2 separate regions of the Danio rerio genome follow, and region 1 is linked to region 2. Evidence: chromatin contacts called from public Micro-C data. All regions are on one chromosome and are shown on one strand. The core of a region is the stretch at or near the end of the contact, and the rest is flanking DNA. Distances in the headings are between cores, read along the strand shown.

What was found. A called contact is a pair of places that touch in the nucleus more often than the background predicts.
Region 1: a contact with region 2 is called in a Micro-C map of caudal fin, with 4 times the contacts expected there. The contact joins the promoter of zfp64 here to the enhancer-like site in region 2. A contact is called at or near these places in 3 of 18 Hi-C or Micro-C datasets (caudal fin, hematopoietic stem cells and an unstated tissue).

The regions. Positions count from the first base shown.
Region 1 is chr23:42,092,724-42,097,232 of GRCz12tu, reverse strand. It overlaps zfp64 (zinc finger protein 64 homolog (mouse)), which reads right to left and starts at 1,909. Exons shown (of 6, transcript NM_001386517.1): 1 at 1,765-1,909. The coding sequence starts at 1,786.
Region 2 is chr23:41,475,822-41,479,757 of GRCz12tu, reverse strand. It overlaps LOC137489144 (a long non-coding RNA gene), which reads left to right. Exons shown (of 3, transcript XR_011008504.2): 3 at 2,734-3,936. Among named protein-coding and RNA genes, the nearest start is that of znf217, 33 kb to the left of the region's middle. Within about 2 kb of position 1,392, at least 24 of the 62 cell types and tissues checked have an H3K27ac peak or open chromatin away from gene starts, as enhancers often do. A contact at or near this core is called in caudal fin, where this site is marked.

The DNA.
Region 1 (4,509 bases), core at 660-3,159, 620 kb before region 2:
TACAAATAATAACCTATATAAATATAAATATATTCATACATTTTAATACAAGAGCTGCTGCTGTGAAGAAAATGTGATGCACTGAAATATCGAATTGAACCGAATCGATGGCATGATAATCGTAACCGAACCGAACCGTGAGACTAGTGTAGGTTCACAGCTCTAATTTAAACACAATCCTATACAGGATATGGGTCAGTTTCATAATATTAGCATTCATTTAATTAGGTACAAAGAAAAAGTAAAGTGTTGAATATTTTAAACATGTGACACTTGTAAAAACATAAGAATATCGGTCACACGTTATAATGAGGTTGTGAAATTTACAAACATAACCAAGCAAAAAGCAAAAAGTCAGATTTGTTAGTATATTACCTATTATTACACTGGATTATTTTTGAGTGGTTGTCTTCTCTATATCACGATAAAAAAGTACAACAGGCGTTATTTTAAAATCGCATAATTGATGATAAGATAAAGTTGGTTATAGTTGCATATTAAGACATTCTCCTTATTAATTTACTTTCAGAAAAGTATTTCTAAATTGGGAAATCATACCAACAGCAAATTATTATCAAAGTACAACACTCTTTACAGTCAGTTAAATAGTGCTAATGTTGTTTTGAAGTCATAGTTACAGTTCTCAGCATAACTGAGTACACCCCATTTCAGAAATGAATATTTGACTCCATTTCTCAGTGAATATCGGTCATATATTTTGGTGCATTATTAAACGGATATATTTATTAAAATAATATTTTAGTCATCAAACATCTTTAGAAATTTAAAGATAATACATTTCCATATTTTTGCAAAATATTGCAAAACAAATTACAAACTACAACATTTCAACTAAACATTTGGATTTTTTTCTTCTCTTGAATTTAGCTCTTTTTACATTTTTTATATCAGTCACAGTCATTCTTACATAAGATTTCGGACACAATATACAAAGTAGCATGGTAAACAATATAGTCTGTGTGTCACTGGTAAAATTTGATTTATATACATTCTCCTTTAAAATAAAGCATTAAAATATACAATAAAAAAGTAATATTATTACTGATTTATATATATTGAAAATATATAGAAAACATAGAAATCATATTTGCAACCAATGACTTCAGTACAACAATCTCATGTAAGTATGACTTCAAAACATTAATACTATTTAAATGACTGTGATCAATGTTGTACTTTGATAGTCATTGTCTGCTAATATGATTTTCCTTTTTTTTAAAATACTTTTCTAAACCTATATTATTAACTGGGAAGTCTGAAAGTGTGAATTTTTACCTCAATGGATTTTACTCATTATTGATATTAAACATTAAAAATAGTGTGATAAACAATATAGAGACAGTGTCACAAGTTGTCACTGAACGAATGTTAGAATATAAAACCAATTTTACTTCAATTTTGACGTGGTAAACAATATAGATATTATTAAAATGAATAAATGTGCGAAAATAAAACCTTACACTTATTACCAAATTAGTGTACGTTATCTCCATATCTTAAGCAACTTCCATTTACGTTTAATCAACAATGTAAGAAACATGCCACATAAACATTGTTATTATAATATATATATTTATTATGACATATTAAAATGGACTTTTCCTGAATCTATCAGTTTACCAGCATCACCAGTTTACTGGATCTCTTAATGTATAGGTATCTAACGTTATTTCACGAAGGGTTTTCTTTTAAAGTCTATTTCAAAACAATGCATTTCTTTGATTTTCTCATATCTTTTTATACCTTCTCCGTTGAATGTTGCCATCTGGATGAAAATGTCAGCTGATTTTGAGTATGTGCTGTATTTGACAACTTTAATTCGCGTTTGCTGCTGTTGCTGTTCCGTGTCCTCTTCATTTCAAACGGGGTTTTCAGCAGAGTTGAGGGTTTTGCGACAGTGTGAACTGCTTGACGGTAAACAACATTTCGTCGCTGGAAAGCGTTCAGGGCTGTTGAACAGAAGCAGCGCCTCAACAGTCAGGAGACGCAGGTAAGTTCATTCAGTTAATATTTAAGATTTAAACTTGGATTAAAAAGTGTGATAATAAAAGTGTGTTTTGTGATGATTTTGAAACGTTGTATGCATGGTAAGGGTATTATGTTTATGACATGGCTTTACCTTTTTTTACAGTCTATGTTTTACCTAAACATACAAACTTAACTTTCCCAGGGATGGGTTGCGGCTGGAAGGGCATCTGCTGCGTAAAAACTTGCTGGATAAGTTGGCGGTTCATTCCGCTGTGGCGACCCCGGATAAATAAAGGGACTAAGCCAACAAGAAAAAATGAATGAATGAATGAATACAAACGTAACACTGTAAGGGCCATTCTTCAACTACGGGCATTTTTAGCCTTGTGAAGTTGAGTAAAAAACTTGTTCAAAATTAACGTTACATAGCCTCAAAAGTTTAAACAATTTGTCTAGTTTTAAGATCTGTAAGAGGACAAAATTAGATAAAAGAGAAACATTTTTTTCCATCGTGAACTAAACAAATGTCAATTCCATCACATCTCAATATACAGCTTTTATTTCAAAATGAAATAAATGATGGCAGTGAAACTTTGTCTAAGATCATTTTTATATCTAGTTTAACCAATTTTTCCACAATATATACAATAATTATTCATTTGTCAATTAAATAAATTAGTCCCTTAGGACCAAATGCTGAATTATACACCTGTCACACTCTAGAATTTAATATTAATTTGGTTAAGGGCTTATTAGAAAATAAATAAACCGAATTTGTATATTAAATAGAGCATAAATATTGTAAATACACCTTTAATGTGTGATGAGGACTTTCTAAATATTATTTTAAAACGTGTGTGGTGATGTAAATGACAGTGGTGAAAATGACATTTCAACAGTTTATCGTGAAAACATGAAAAATAGCTTCACCGATGAGCTTTGAATTGATACTAGCCTTTCATGTATACAAAACACTCTTTTTTTTAACCTTGATTTTGTTTTGTTTCTAAAAACATCTTTGAAGGTACAACATGTTTGGAAATGACTAGGCCCACACGGAATCTGCGCGCGCAGAATTCCGCAGATTTTCTGCAGAATTCCGCAAATTTTTTGCCCATTATTAATTCTGTTTATTTACTTGAGTAAATCTGTAAATCTGAATTTATTCAGTTTTTATTCAGTAATTTATTACTTTTTATTTAATATATTAAGGTTCTAGTTATGGTACTCCGCTAGATACTCCCAAAATAATTCTGCAGAAATCCGCAGATTTTTACCAAAATTCTCCGCAGAAATAGCAAAAAACATCCGCAGATTCCGTCTGGCCCTAAAAATGACATAGAATAAATGTATTTCCTTATCAAGCAATATTGTGTTGTTGATAGATATGTAAAATCCCTCCATCTTGAACATGTTCTCAGATGGCACTAATTATTTTTATAGAAACCACCTAAATAATCTTTCACACAAACCTTTTAAAGTGACATTACAGTGTCGTGGTGGAAATGACACTGATACTGTGTGACAGCTATCTTTTGTATAAAAATTATATTGATAATAGTCTCAGATTAATTACTATACAATATTTAAATTATTTTTCTGGTTTTACTTAATTAAGATACATTAATAGATATAAATATAAATAATATTTAAAAATTTTATTGTTGAAGTTTAAAACTCTGGGTGTGTGACAAGGTGAAAACAGTGATTTTGACATCTAAAAGGAGGTTGAATAATATGAAAAATATATAATAGAGAGGTAGTAAATTATTTTAAAGTAGGTTTTCTTTTTAGTTTGACAAAGAAAGAGGAATTTAAACAAAATTATATATATATATATATATATATATATATATATATATATATATATATATATATATATATATATATATATATATATATATATATATATAAATATATAATATACTAGGCCCAATATGTTGAAAGCAATATGTTGTATCTTTTATAATGTGATTATTTTTATATATAAACGCCTTGATGATAATAAAACAAAAAGTGCTATTAATCTTTCATTCTTATATAGAAACTACTGGAGAAAAAAAAAACTTGCTCTTTTTATTTTATTTTCATTAATTCATTTTCCTTTTGCTTAGTCCCTTTATTCATCCCTGGTCGCCACAGCGGAATGGACATATGATTTAAACAGCGGAAGCCCTTCCAGCTGCAACCCATCACTGGGAAACACCCATACATACTCATTCACACACATACACTACGGTCAATTTAGCTCTCCCGATTCACCTGTAGCGCATGTCTTTGGACTTCTGGGGGAAACCAGAGCATTCGGAGGAAACCCAAGCCAACATGGTGAGAACATGCAAACTCCACACAGAAATGCCAACTGGCTCAGGCAAACCAGAGACCTTCTTGCTTTGTGGCGACAGTGCTAACCACTGAGCCACTGTGTCACTTAATTTACTTTAGTTTAATTTAATTTAATTTAATTTAATTTAATTTAATTTAATTTAATTTAATTTAATTTAATTTAATTTAATTTAA
Region 2 (3,936 bases), core at 143-2,642:
AATTAATATAACCATAAAACGTAATAAAAATAATAAAAAATGAGCAGATTCCATATATTTAGTTTAGTTTGGGTTTCTTTACAAAAAACAAAAACAAAACTAATACAATATATGTAAAGTAGGCTGGATTAAACAGGCAGTGTGCTTCTTGGTGAGTTTTTCAACCATAATTATTTTCTTAAAGTAGTCTAGTAAAAATATCCAGTAATATAAAATGAAGATGCATTCGGTTTGTTGTTTATAAAAAGTACTCGTGCCTCTCTGATAAATCTGTGGAAGTTTTTAAAGAGAAACCACTAGCAAAACCAGCCGAGAAACACAGATGGGGAGACACCTTGTGGAAGAACAAGGAACTTGACAAATGAATTTGTTAGTACGGAGAATATTCATAAAACAAGACGGCGAAGAGCATTATTATGTGCACAATCTACAGGAGGCAAGTTTCAAAACTGTTCTTACGAAATTACTCACTATTTGATATAATTACAGCTGTATCCCTGCATAAAAAAGCTTAAACCAGCCTCCTTGTTGGCTGGTTTTAAAGGGGTTTTGGCCATTTCCAGGCTGGTTTCCAGCTATTTCTAGGCTACTCCTAATTGGTCAGGCTGGAAAATTACCAGCTAGCCCAGCTTGGTTTAAGCTGGACATAGCTGGTTTTGGTTGGGCTCTCAGCCTGGCTGGTCAAGCTGGTTGTAGATTGGTTTAGGTGCACAACTCCTTTCGAGAAAGCTGATAAATATACAAAGCTACATACTACAACTTCTCTTTTTAATTAACAAAATATACCTATGCCATGTCAAAATATTGCGAAGTACACACACGTTAACAAAAAGCCTATGTGTACTTAGTTTCAATGGTTGAAAACATGTATATCGTCCAAACGCGGCCATTTTTTTGCCATATATGTCAATAATTTTTTACATATATGTTTATAGAATCCAAATGAACTTGTGTGCCATGCAATTACCATACATTTGCAATAGGGCCTAACCATACCGTTTGATATCTATATCAGATTTCACTCAAGTAACAGTTTGAACAACACTTGTTTTAGCCTAACATACGTTACTACAAATACCAAGATCCATGTCCATTCTATCAAAACCACGGCGAATTTGTGGTTTCAGTGTGATGTTTTTGGTTTTACAGCAAACGCCTAAAATTATTTTGTTTGAAACGTGAACGGTTAAAAGTTCGTTTAAAAATAATAACAACTCTCGTCATCGACTCGTGTTCATTCAGTGCGGATCTCTGAGTTTCTAGATATGAGTTTGATTAAATAACGACTGAATGTTGGAGGATTGTGTTATTTCACATGTCTGTCAGTGTAACTTGATGGCGGTGGGGGTTTCTACAATACCTGCAGTGTTGAGCAAAGCGTCTGTCAGCACGACGCACCAGAGCTCTTTAATATACACATACTGGAGGGAACCACACCTCAGCAATCCTGCTCTAGCTTTACTGCATTAATACTCTAAAGCGAACATAGACTGCTTATGCGATCTAATAGGCCTCTTTCTAACAATATAATCATTTTAAGGTTGAATCAAGTCATGTCGAGTGACTTAAAGAGACAGTTCGCTCAAAAGCCGGAAGTTCTGTCATAATTTACTCACTTGTCACAAACCTGTTTGGCTTTCTTTCTTGTAAAAAGAAGATATTCTGGAGAAAGTTGAATGCCGGTAACCATTCTTTTGCATTTGTTTTTCTTACTATGGACGTCGATTGGTGAGAGGTTTCCAGCTTTCTTCAAAATATCCTCTTTTAGGTTCAGCAGAAATAAAAAAGAGACTAGTAAAGGTTTCCTCAATTGATTGCGAGTAATTAAAGAGTACATTTTCATTATTTTTGGACTCTTTAAAAAATCAAGTTGAATTTTGTATAGCTTCACAAATTATGTCGAAACGTTTAATATCAAAGTGCAATTAAAATGTAAAATATATGAATAAATTAATGTATAGGCTATAGATAAATAAACAAATGAATAATTAGAAAAGGGAAAATGAGGATAGATAGATAGATAGATAGATAGATAGATAGATAGATAGATAGATAGATAGATAGATAGATAGATAGATAGATAGACTAAATTAATATATAGTCAATTAAATATGTAGGATAAAGATGGATGAATGGATGGAAAAGGGCTGAGTGAAAGTGGATAGATAGATGGATTACTATAATATATAGACAAATTCATATATAGGCTAAAAGTGGATGAATGGATAGAAAAGGGCTAAGTGAGGGTGGATAGATGGATGGATTACTATAAATAAATATATAGACAAATTCATATATAGGCTAAAGATGGATGAATGGATAAAAAAGGGGTAAGTGAGGGTGGACGGATGGATTACTATAAATTAATATATAGACAGATTTATATATAGGCTAAAGATTGATGAATGGATAGAAAAGGGCTACGTGAGGGTGGATAGATAGAACGATAGAACGATAGAACGATAGATAGATGGATGGATGGATGGATGGATGGATGGATGGATGGATGGATGGATGGGTGGATGGATGGATGGATGGATAGATCAGATATATACATATAAAGCAGCTATTTTAAATTGCAATATTATCAATCAGCATATGATGCTTCTGACAAAACCATAAAAAAATCTTACCAATCACAAGCTTTTGAGATACATCATTATTTTGTGTGTATATAAATCTATAGACAGTGTGAAATAATTCTGACTGTTTTTCTTCCTTATGTTTCTGCAGTAATGGAGCCTGGGAATGTCTCGGCCCCCTGAGGCTCCAGGAATCTGATCCATACTCAGATCTCTCTCTCTCTCTATCAGCAGTGACACACATTAGTGCTGACAAGGGTCCCGACAAACCCCTCTCTCCAGCCCCAAACCCCCTCTCCCACACAACACACTGCTGGACAGAGAAATGCGAGCACACTCACGGTAAATGCACAGGATAACATGCTGCTTCTTTCACGTCTTTATTGTTTTCCAAACTGTGTATTGACTGTGGGCGGTCCTGACAAAGACTGACATAATACTCTCTGCAAATATCTGCCCTTTAAAAATAAACTACTTAAAAATGAGCTTTCGCCTTAATCATAACTTATCATGAGAGACTAACAACCACATACACTGTAAAAAAGTCTTTCTTGCACTCATTTCTTTTAGATTAAATCAAATGTATTCAACTTATAGCCACAGCCTGACAAAAGTCTTGTCATTGATCTCAGTTGTAAGAGCAACAAATAATAACTTGACTTCTAGTTGATCATTTGGAAGGGTGGCAGGAGGTAGATTTTTCAGATGAATCCCAATCATCACAAATACCGCAGAAGACCTATTGGAACCAACATGGACCCAAGATTCTCACAGAAATCAGTCAAGTTTGGTGAAGGAAAAATCATGGTTTGGGGTTACATTCAGTATGGCAGCGTGCATTACAAACCACAGGAGAGGCAGATTCTTCAGCAGGATAGCGCTCCTTCTCATACTTCAGCCTCCACATGAAAACTCCTGAAAGCAAAGAATGTCAAGATGCTCCAGGATTGGCCAGCACAATCACCAGACATGAACATTATCGAGCATGTCTGGGGTAATATAAAGGAGGAGGCATTTAAGATGTATTCAAAAAATCTTGATGAACTATGGGAGTCCTGCAAGAACGCTTTCTTTGTTATTCCAGATGACTTTATTAATAAGTGATTTGAGTCATTGCAGAGATGTATGGATGCAGTCCTCCAAGCTCATGGGAGTCAGACACAATATTCATTCTTGCTCCACTGCACCATGACTGCACATATTCTATACTGTACATTATTTCTGTTAAGTAACAAGACTTTTGTCTAAGCAAAGTCAGATTTTACTGTTCTAATTAAATATTTAAAAATTAAGGAATGATCATGTTTTATACTGCTAAAATAAGCGTAATCTAGAGGCCTTTGCCTTTCATATA